Regions from separate parts of the Mus musculus genome. Here all the other regions are linked to region 1. Evidence: chromatin contacts called from public Hi-C and promoter capture Hi-C data. All regions are on one chromosome and are shown on one strand. Each heading gives the region's core, a stretch centred on a gene start, on an enhancer-like site or on the middle of the called end of the contact. The rest is flanking DNA. Distances are from core to core; before and after follow the strand shown.

Region 1 (3,114 bases), core at 590-3,089:
TTGCTCAGGCCCAAAGACATTCCTGGAATTCCTGGTGGTCTTATTTACTGAGACTGGGAGTGGAGAAGCTGAGGTGTGGGGTGGAGGTGGAGTGGAGGTCCGGGGTGCAGGGATTGTGTGGCGAGAAGGATGGAGAATCTAAGTCTGACCAACTCTCTAACTGGACATAAGAAATTTAAGACTGCAGTCCACATGGTAGACCTTCAAAGGTGTATGCTGTATTCTTTCTTATCTTACTTCAGAACTGCCTGGAAAAAAAACCAGAAATCTCTTTTACAGGATGTAAGCTGGTTGTTTTATAGGGTCCTTTCCCAAACATTAGGGCCACTTAGACCCAAACCAAAGGGGTGTTATGCCAGACAGATAGCAACTCCTGGCCTATTCTTAAGGAATTGGGGTCCTAGGAGGACTTAGTCTTCTGGCTAGAGCTCCTTTGTCCCGATTGCTAGTCTAATGCTATGCTCACCGTGTGTCAAGAGAGTGAAAATGAGCAGTCTTCAGAGTCTACTGTTTCTCCTTCGTTCCGTATCTATATCTGTCTATGTATCTATCATCTATGTATGTATGTATGTATGTATGTATGTATGTATGTATGTATGTATCTATCTATCTATCTATCTATCTATCTATCTATCTATCTATCTAATTTCGAGATAGGATTTCTCTGTATATCCCTGGAATTCACTCTGTAGACCAGGCAGTCCTTGAACTCAAAGAGAATTATCTATCTCTGTTGGCATTAAAGGCCTGGGCCCCCAATTGCCCGGCTTCTTTTGTTTTTCTTTTTTTCATTTTTCTTTCTTTTTGGTGATATTGGGGATTTGAACCGAAGGGCCTGTGTATGCTCAACAAATACTCTACCACTGAGCTATATCCTCAGTCCTTTAAATATTTATACACACACACATATGTGTGTGTATATATACATATATATATAATTTTGAGAAAGAGTTTCACCAAGTAGCCTAAGATAACCTCAAACTTCCTCAGTAAGTCATGTGGGCTTTGAGCTTTCCATCGTTCAGATATAGTCACCCAAGCATTCAGATATAGTCACTCAAGCTGCTGGGGTTATAAACTGGTTTCCACCAGTTTGCATTTACTCCTTTTGGGAATGTTTAAATGGAGCTGAGAAGACGGCTCAGTCAATAAAACGTCTATGTCAGAATATAAGGTCCCGAGTTCAGATCCCCGGCACCCAAGTAAAGCCCAGGCTAAACTTAGTGGCAGCATCTTTAGTCCCAGGCCTTTCTAACTCAGTGCTGGGAGGCTAGGATGAAAACAGGCAGATCCTCGAAGCTCATTGGCTGGCCAGCCTGGCCCAACCCATCAGGTCCGGGATCAGTGAAAGACCTTGATTCATAGTTACATTTCCTGTTACTTTTACGACTCCCTTACAGGGAAAACAAAAACAAAATAAAAAAAAAAACCTTAAGGGAAAAGGTGAGTTATTTGACTCACAGTTTTGTTACAGTCTCATGTTTGTTTCAGGGGAATTCAAGGAACTTAAAACAGCTAGGCATATTCGCAAGGTAGAGCAGAGTGAGCAAATGTATGCACGCTTGTACTCAGCTTGCTTTCTCCAAGTTGGCTCCTAACTCACAGAAATCTGCCTTCCTCACCTTCCTGAGTGCTAACTAAATGTGTGCTTCCACCATTTTTTTTTTAAAGAAGGGTCTCTATTGTATCAAAAGCACAAGTTTCTCCTATGCTACCAGAGGTTTGCTCACTTCTTGGAGCTAACTGGAACTCTTTCTTCTTTAATACTCCATAGAGAGACTGAAAACACAGACTTTGGACAATGGCTACACTGAGTGTAGCCCAGTAAACTCTGACCCCACGACCTCTGCAGTGTGTAACTGACTTCTAACCAGAGTTTCACTCACTTGCCAACACAGGATGAGCCAGAGAAAGCCAATTGAAACTCCCACACCAATTGCTTAAGATACTCCACTTCTCGGTAGGCTGTGGAGACTTCACAGGCTACTTTCCACCTCCCCTCTCCAATGATCTCAGATCCCGGCATATCCAAAGCTGGCTATTTCCACTCTGAGTTATCTTTTCATCAACTCTGCTTCAAGTCTCTGCCAGATGCAAGAGGAGGTGGCTGACACCTTCTGCAGCCAGCTCTGGGCATAAATGTCCGCCACACTCATCTGAATTGTCTCCGTTTACTTCCATGCTGCTGGATGAATATTAATAGATGTCATAGAACCCGGTTATGAAAACAGCATCCATTATTAAACATTTGTAAAGTGCTTTACAGCCACTTTGGTGTGGCTCATAAACACCTCCAAAGTACTGATACCCCCCCCGCCCCCCCCCCCCGCCTCCACCACCACCACCCCCGCCCCCATTTTAGAACTGAGAAAATTGAGAAGGAACTAGGAGATTAGGTGGCTCGCCCAGAGCTAGGAGTGGAACATAAATTTTAAGGTCTGTTGTTTATGCGCTGAGGCCAGCCTGCCCTTTGGAATCATTACCATTTTAAAGTATTTGGCCCTGGGTTGAGTGAATATTAAGCAGTAGATCATATTTCAGCCTGGCAGGCGCGAAAGTATTGTTTTTGGTTTGTTTTTCTAACTTTTAGTAGGGGACATATGGGTTGCATTAACTCTACGATGGAGCGCAATTTCAAAGATAGTTTCTCTTCCAAAAAAATTTTCACCGTCGTTTAGCATTTGAAAGTTCAGCCCATGCCATCAGCCTTCTTGTTTTTCTCAAAGTTTTTGCCTTTTGCAGGGAAGTGGGTGGGAGGTCACAAATCTAGCCAGGAGTATAGTTTGTGATTGTGGCTGGGACTGTGGGTGGGGAGAGGATTGGAGACAGAATGGACAAAATTCCTCTCAGGCAAGGCCTGCCTGCTGGCCTTTCCTTCTTCCCTTCCCTTCCCTTCCCTTCCCTTCCCTTCCCTCCCCTTCCCTTCCCTCCCCTCCCCTCCCCTCCCCTCCCCTCCCCTCCCCTCCCCTCCCCTCCCCTCCCCTCCCCTCCCCTCTCCTCCCCTCCCCTCCCCTTCCCTCCCCTCCGCTTCCCTTCTCTTCTCTCTTTTCTTTCTTTCTTTTTTCCTTTCTTCCTTCCTGCTGTCTTTCCTTTCTTCCTTCCTTTCTTTTTTCA
Region 2 (3,149 bases), core at 463-2,962, 100 kb after region 1:
CTTCTTCCAGTATCCCAGAGTACCTCAGCATTTCTTTCCCTTTGTTTTTGCTGAGACTTTGGTTCTCTGTAGTCAGACACTCATCTGCCTTCCATATAATGTGCAATGCTCATAACTGAAGTCTCCAAAATCTGCCAAATGTTGGCTATGGCCAGTCTCAACTCGTGTTCTGTGCCTCCTGTTGTGTCCACCCTGCTAGAATAATCCGTGTCTGACTTCCCTGAGACACTCCTCCTTCATCAGACAGCAGCCTAACCATCCTCTGTCCCTTATCAGAAGGAAGGGTTTGCTTCTTCCTTAGACTTTGGAAAATGTTTTCTGGATTAATTTGCATAGTTACACCTACTGTGAGTGGGAAATGATGTGGACCCCTAGACTTATCAGTCATGAGCAACCATCCAGTCTAGTTTATACTAGCTATAATATAATAGCTCCTGGCTGATGGCAGGGGTGGTATTACCAAATCCTTAGTCTGATGTCACCATCCCAGGTTCATTCTTCAGGCCAATGGTAGAGGAGTTTAGTGAGGTCTTTATCTCAACCACACCTGCAGTTGTTCTCTGGGTCGCAGGGGCAGTGCTCATGCTGTGAGATCCTCAGAGGGATTACAGAGCACTTAGCTAATCCGGGTTGCCACTGTGTAAGAATACCAGAATGTTATTTAACTTGTACAGACTTACTTTCCTTTCATCTCGGACATTGAAACAAGGAGTCCTAAAATGATAGCTCTGTGTGTTTGGAGGTTTTCATCTGTCTGACTGTCTTTCCCAATTTTTTCTCTGACTTTTGGGGCCCAGTACTTGATATTAGCCTTCCATCCCCAGGGTCTCAGTATTAGGCCTGGAGCTGAGAATTATAGTGAGTGTGAGACTCTGATGCATACATAGTTCCTGTCTAGCCTTCTGTCTTACGCCCACACACCCTGACTGAGCTCTTTCTTTCTCTTATTTGCTGCTGTCTACAGCCTTTTCAAGTCCAGGGAGGGGCATGATCTGCCAGATCGAACAGGTTTTGTTTAGGGTACTAACACAGGTTTTAAGATTTCTTTCTTAGTTAGACATAGCTCAGAAGGGAAGCCAGCATAAAGGGAAGCTGGGCAAGCCATAAAATAATAATTGGAACAGTGATGACGCCATTCAGATTCCCCAGCTGCTGGTATCTCTTCATTCTCTCAAAGACATGAGTAAATTGTGTTCCTTTACTGAAACACTTGGGTAGAGTATTTGAACAAAGGAAATGGGGTCATTTCAAAATGTCCAGTATGCGGTAATCAATGCCACTCAGCCTGTGGTGTAATTAATGGAAACACTGGCGACAGTCTGCCCATTGTTTGTCCTTGCACAACAGGAAGTGGCAGGGCACTAGAGAGCCCAAGGAGGTTTACGTAATGCAGAAGGAAGTGGCTAGAGCTCTGCTCAGCCTGGCTTTCTAACTCCAGCCTGTGGCTCACCTGAGCGCCTTCCTCGTCCTAGCACACAGAGACCATGCATTTTGTTGAGATCACCCTTTGAGTTTTGACCTTATTTAACAATAGATTTTTGTAAATGTTGTCCCGAGAAACTTACTTTTAGATCTTATACAATTATATTTTGTGGCTAGGCAGAACAAATTATGGAAAAGAAAATATGGTCAGCAGGCTTAACTGTGGACCTGCCTGGGACAGTGCTGTGGTGGCTCTTGGAGTCGGGAGATCTGGACTTGGGTGTTGGCTGTCCATGTCAGCTGGGTGACGTGAGGTGAACTGCCTATGACTCTGGAGCAGCCTTCCTCTATTAGAGGACATCTTGCAGGGCTCTCGGCTTTCCCTGCTTTGTGTGAGGTCCAGGTGGTGCCTGTCGGGTGAGGTGTGCAAAGAGATGCCAGCCCCGCAGTAGCCACTCAGAATGTCCATTTTAGATCTGGTAATGCATTACTTACTTTTTTTTTTTTTTTTTGGAAAAAGTAAATGCTGGTGTTTATGGTAGAAATCAAGTGTTTTCTTACTGGAAAACACTAAAAATTGGTATATAGATTCCTTCATTGGGGTTTTGAAAACCATTTGCTTGCTCTGACATTTGAATGAATGGATTCTATAAAGAAGAGGAGCAAAAGTTAAGTGGACGCGGCTGCCTTCGAGCTGCCTTACTGGGACAGGTTGGGTGACCTTGGGCGCATTTTTGTCTTTTCAGAATCCACTTCCCATGTTTAGCAGGAAAATGATACTTCCCTTGAGGAGTGTCATGGGACCTAAAGGTAAGGCGTGTAGAATGTACAGTCGTGTCTGCCATTTCCCGGATACTCAGGAGACAGTAGCTGTAACTTGCAAATTATCTGTCACACTTGTTAATATAATGAGCGAACCAGAGAATATTGTTTACTAGGCTCCATCTTCCAGGTCACTCTGTGGATGGCCAAAAGCGCCGGTCCCAACACTGTGTTTGCGTTTTCTGTAAATCAGCTTAGCTGCGACTTGCTGGAGTGAAGTTTTGTTCTTTAATTTCCAGAGTTAGAGTCTATGCGTGAGAATAAAAGGCTGGACCTTATTCTGAAAGCTGTTCTTGCAGCCTATTTAGAATGATGGTCTTCAGGACTTTCCTTGGGGAAACAAGGTCACTCCAGAATAGCAGTATGTGGTAACACACAGCATTCAGCCTGTAGTATAATTAATGAGAACATCTATCCACTGTCATTGTGCAAGAGAGAGTCATTCAGAAAAGAGAACGCTGAGTCTTCCGTGGGAATGGAAGGGGTGATCTAAAGGTAGACCAGAAGGCCGGAGAAAACTTAGGTGACCCAGAAAACTTGTGAGTTGAGCATGGCCCACTCCAGGCTTTCGGTGGTCTGAATCCCCATTAGACATGAAGCGGCAGTGTGACGTGAATAAAGAGGGGTTGATGGGCCATAATGGGTTGGCGTTGCATGACAGCGGGGCCACCTGTAGGAAACCTAATGACCAGGGTGGGTGTAGGATGGAGACCTTGACGGTGCCTCCAGTCAGGAGCGGAAGAGAAATAGCCTGACTGCAAATATCCTTTCGCTGTATATACATACATCAAACTGTCCTCCATAAGGATTCTTTTTTTTTTTTTTGGTTTTTGAGACAGGGTTTCTCTGTATAGCCTTGGCTGTCCTGGAACTCACTCTGCAGACCAGGCTGGCCTCGAACTCAG
Region 3 (3,554 bases), core at 302-2,801, 100 kb before region 1:
GGCTAAAGTTGTAGGAGAGAGTCACATGACTCCTCCCAAGAGAATCCATTATAGAAGAAATTACAAAACTGGCACTAGAGCTAACCTCCGAGTGTAGGTAATGCTTCATGGCCATCTAACATGAACCCAGTGAAAGCGATAGTTTTTGAATGTATTCAGAATGGACAGTTTAAACCTGAAGCAGCAGAAGACAGAACAGAGAACACTGCGCTGCGAGGGAGAGACTCGTGTTCTATTCTTTTCCTTGGGGTGGGGGTGGGGACCACCAATATTCCTGAACTTTCAGAAAGAGAAGACTAGAACAGAAGGAACAAAGACTCTGGTGTAAGGATGTTCTTTGGGAAACAAAGAATGGCTAATGTTATGAAAACAGCTTTCTCTTGTTCAAACACAGTAAAACTCTAAAAGCCCAGGAAGCTATCTATCTACTCAGTACCTGTGAGCTACTCAAGTCTGTAAGGCATCCATGCTGGTTTGAATGAGATGCCCCCAAAAGCCTTGGGCACTTGAATAGTTGAATCCCCAGTTGGAAGCTGTGGGGACTAGGAACTATGGCCTTGCTAAAGGAAGTATGTCACTGGGGGTAGACTCTCAGGTTTCAAAATACTTTTGCCAGTTCAAACTTACCTTTTTGCTTCCTGTTTGTGGACTGAGATGTGGGCACTCGCTCAGCTGTTCCAGTGCCATGTCCGCCAGCTGCCTGCCCAAGACAGTGATAGACTCACACTTCTACAGCTCTAAGGCCCAATAAACCCTTCTGTAAGTTGCATTGGCTACAGTGTTTTATCAGTGCAATAGAAAAGTAACTGAGATAGCATAGGATTTTTCTCTAATAACACTGTAGCTAGAATACAGAAGTGGTATTAAAGATCAAAGTCAAGTTATCAGAGTTCATCCAAAAATTAGTTTAAACAAATAATTACAGGGTTGCATTATTTTCTTGTGGTGGTGACATGCTCTGGGGACTGCTGCCAGGGCCTCACACATGCTAAGCAAGTACTTTAGCCCTGAGCTACATCCTCAGCCCTGTAAGCCTGCATTATTACATTCTTTGTAGGTCTAAATTTTTATATTACAGATCACACTTAAAGTTGAATAGTTAGGGAGGAGGGCAAGCTGAAGAATCTATTCTCATCAGAGAGAACTTTCAAAATGAACAGAGATGGAATCTTTAAATAGCTGCTGATACCTGATGATGTAAGAAGTCAAAACTCCTATATCTGTTAACTACTCCGTCTCTGGCAAACTCCTTATCAAGAAGTTCCCAAGTAGTGATCTTTTGCCATTACTTACCCACCTACCCTTTCCAACCCTTCTAAAGACAATAGAAATATCAATGAGTTTTTAAATCTACAGTAGGTTCCCACATCTAAAAAAAAAATTCCAAAACCTTCTGGTCCTAAAATAGTACTTTAGACTCTATTAGTTTAAGAGAATTAATGTACTTGGCAAACATCAACCAATAGCTTTAAATAAACATTTACTAAACCTATCACTTGTGCCAGTAACCGACCAGATTGTATTTTGGAGCTCTGACCCTGACCCCTGGACATGAAGACATGGCTATTGCAATCAGAGCAGCTGTGATCACCCACAGGCAATCCTCATTAACATTCTCTCACAGAAAGCGGGTAGAGGTTTGTTAGTTATGATTTTACTGCTGTGAATGGACACCATGACCAAGGCAACACTTATAACAACATTTAACTGGGGCTCACTTACAGGTTCAGAGGTTTAGTCCTCCTTCATCATCAAGGTGGGAGCAGGGCAGCATCTAGGCAGGCATGATGCGGACAGAGCTGAGAGTTCTTCATCTGAAGGCTACTAGTGGAAGACTGACTTCCAGGCAGCTAGGAGTAGGGTCTTAGAACCCACACCCACATAACACACCTAACCCAACATGGCCACACATACTCCAAAGGCCACACCTCTAAATAATGCCACTCCCTGAGCCTAGCATACACAAACCATCACAGGGGTGAAGGGTCTGCTCACCAGGCAATTAATGAAGGGCTCAAGAGTTAATACGGCACTCAAGGAAGTGGGGGAAGGTGAGGCCCCACCCTCCCCAAGAATATATAAGAAGTTAGTAATCACTGAGAGGGAGACTCTTCGTTGATGGTGCTGCCTATGAATTACCCATAAATCTCCCATAGGTAACTCCTCAGCCAAAGTAAGCTCACAGGCTCACCAAGCTCACTTGACGAAAGCATGTCCTCAGCCTATCACTGGTCTGCTACCTGGAATGAATTCACAGCTAGTCATCCCTCTCCATGAGAAGTCACAGACAGCTTAGCAGAAAAGGGCCTGTCAGAGAAACTGAGTTACTAAAGAGCTACAGCTCCCAACAAGTTTCTTTACATTAATAGTGAATAGCTCTGAAGCAAGTAAAAAAAAAAAAAAATGCCATCTGCAATCCAAATTCCTTTTAGTAAATCTTCCAAGGAAAGTAAATTATCCTTTCTTAACCTAAGAGACAGTTAGTTAAGAGAATAATCATCAGAAACTGTTACAGCTAAAAAGAACCTTAAACATTGTTTAGTTCAAGTGGTCTTATTGCCCAAAATATAAACACTAAAGATTATGTAAATTATTTAAGGTCACTTGCTTAAATATAAAATAAAAAATGAAAGTAAGGGTCCTGTATTGTAAAATGTTTCAAAAAAAAAATTGAGACTCCCACTCTTCCCTACTTAACACTGACATAAGCTTGAAGATACAGACTCCATCCTGTCAAGAAGGGAAGATAGTAAAACCTTTTCCCCTGAGCTCAAAGCTCAAAGGAATAATCCGGGGTGGTGAGGGGCCCCGGCTCAGGGCCCTGTATATACTAAACAAGTAATATTGGACATAGCCTGAGCTATGCCTACAGCTGAGGAATAAAGTACTTTAAGAAGACTAGGACTGAAACTAAAAGTTTCACTGCCCATATTAAGTGGCTTTATATTAAATATAGGATGTAAAACCAAAACAGCAGCATTTTTTTTAAAAATGGCTCAAGAACAAGTGAGTTCAGAACTACGCTACCAAAATGTTAAGTACGAGCATGCATTAGACTGTTCTGAAATTTTATAGATGAAACTATCCAGAGACCTAATCAAAATGAATCATCTTGCCTGGTGAGGCAGTCAGGAAAGCCCGACAGCACCTATCATCGGCTCCCTTTGTTCATACTTGAGTGCCAGACTGAGAGCCTAATGAGACAGCAGCGCACACGTGCTCACAGGCTGCTCTGGCTCCTGTAGGCTATAGCACAGTAACTGTCTCTACGACTGTATTATGTCAACAAACGTCCAATAGGGGCTCACATGCTTACTATGAGCCCCTATGTACCCCTGAAAGACATATAGTAACAAGAACAAGGCAAAATCATGCTTGAGAAATTAATGACAGAGTTTTATCAATCTTTCGTCTGTGATGAGATGTCAGGAAGATATGGAGGAAAATATAAATCTATAAACATGTACACAGCATGGTAAAGAAATACAAAGATTCAGAAAATTAAATACACTATCTTGAAGATTTCTCAAACTGAAAGCATGATCAATTTTAAG

Evidence for each region. A called contact is a pair of places that touch in the nucleus more often than the background predicts. Capture Hi-C pulls out chosen DNA fragments and counts their contacts.
Region 2: a contact with region 1 is called in a promoter capture Hi-C map of liver. The contact joins two enhancer-like sites. A contact is called at or near these places in 1 of 115 datasets of contacts at active chromatin or transcription factors (embryonic stem cells) and 3 of 9 other capture datasets (adipose tissue, liver and pancreatic islet).
Region 3: a contact with region 1 is called in a Hi-C map of liver, with 3 times the contacts expected there. The contact joins two enhancer-like sites. A contact is called at or near these places in 2 of 15 datasets of contacts at CTCF or cohesin (the NIH/3T3 cell line and large pre-B cells), 42 of 484 Hi-C or Micro-C datasets (the AML12 cell line, B cells, CD4 T cells and 17 more), 7 of 115 datasets of contacts at active chromatin or transcription factors (bone marrow-derived dendritic cells, bone marrow-derived macrophages, embryonic stem cells and 3 more) and 1 of 9 other capture datasets (embryonic stem cells).

The regions. Positions count from the first base shown.
Region 1 is chr6:134,600,047-134,603,160 of GRCm38.p6, forward strand. No RefSeq gene overlaps it. Among named protein-coding and RNA genes, the nearest start is that of Gm38910, 6.4 kb to the right of the region's middle. Within about 2 kb of position 1,840, at least 74 of the 459 cell types and tissues checked have an H3K27ac peak or open chromatin away from gene starts, as enhancers often do. A contact at or near this core is called in adipose tissue and liver, where this site is marked.
Region 2 is chr6:134,699,704-134,702,852 of GRCm38.p6, forward strand. The region is part of intron 3 of Borcs5 (BLOC-1 related complex subunit 5); the gene reads left to right. Among named protein-coding and RNA genes, the nearest start is that of Gm36328, 53 kb to the right of the region's middle. Within about 2 kb of position 1,713, at least 183 of the 459 cell types and tissues checked have an H3K27ac peak or open chromatin away from gene starts, as enhancers often do. A contact at or near this core is called in adipose tissue and liver, where this site is marked.
Region 3 is chr6:134,497,755-134,501,308 of GRCm38.p6, forward strand. All of the region lies in intron 7 of Lrp6 (low density lipoprotein receptor-related protein 6), which reads right to left. Among named protein-coding and RNA genes, the nearest start is that of Gm52921, 48 kb to the left of the region's middle. Within about 2 kb of position 1,552, at least 21 of the 459 cell types and tissues checked have an H3K27ac peak or open chromatin away from gene starts, as enhancers often do. A contact at or near this core is called in liver, where this site is marked.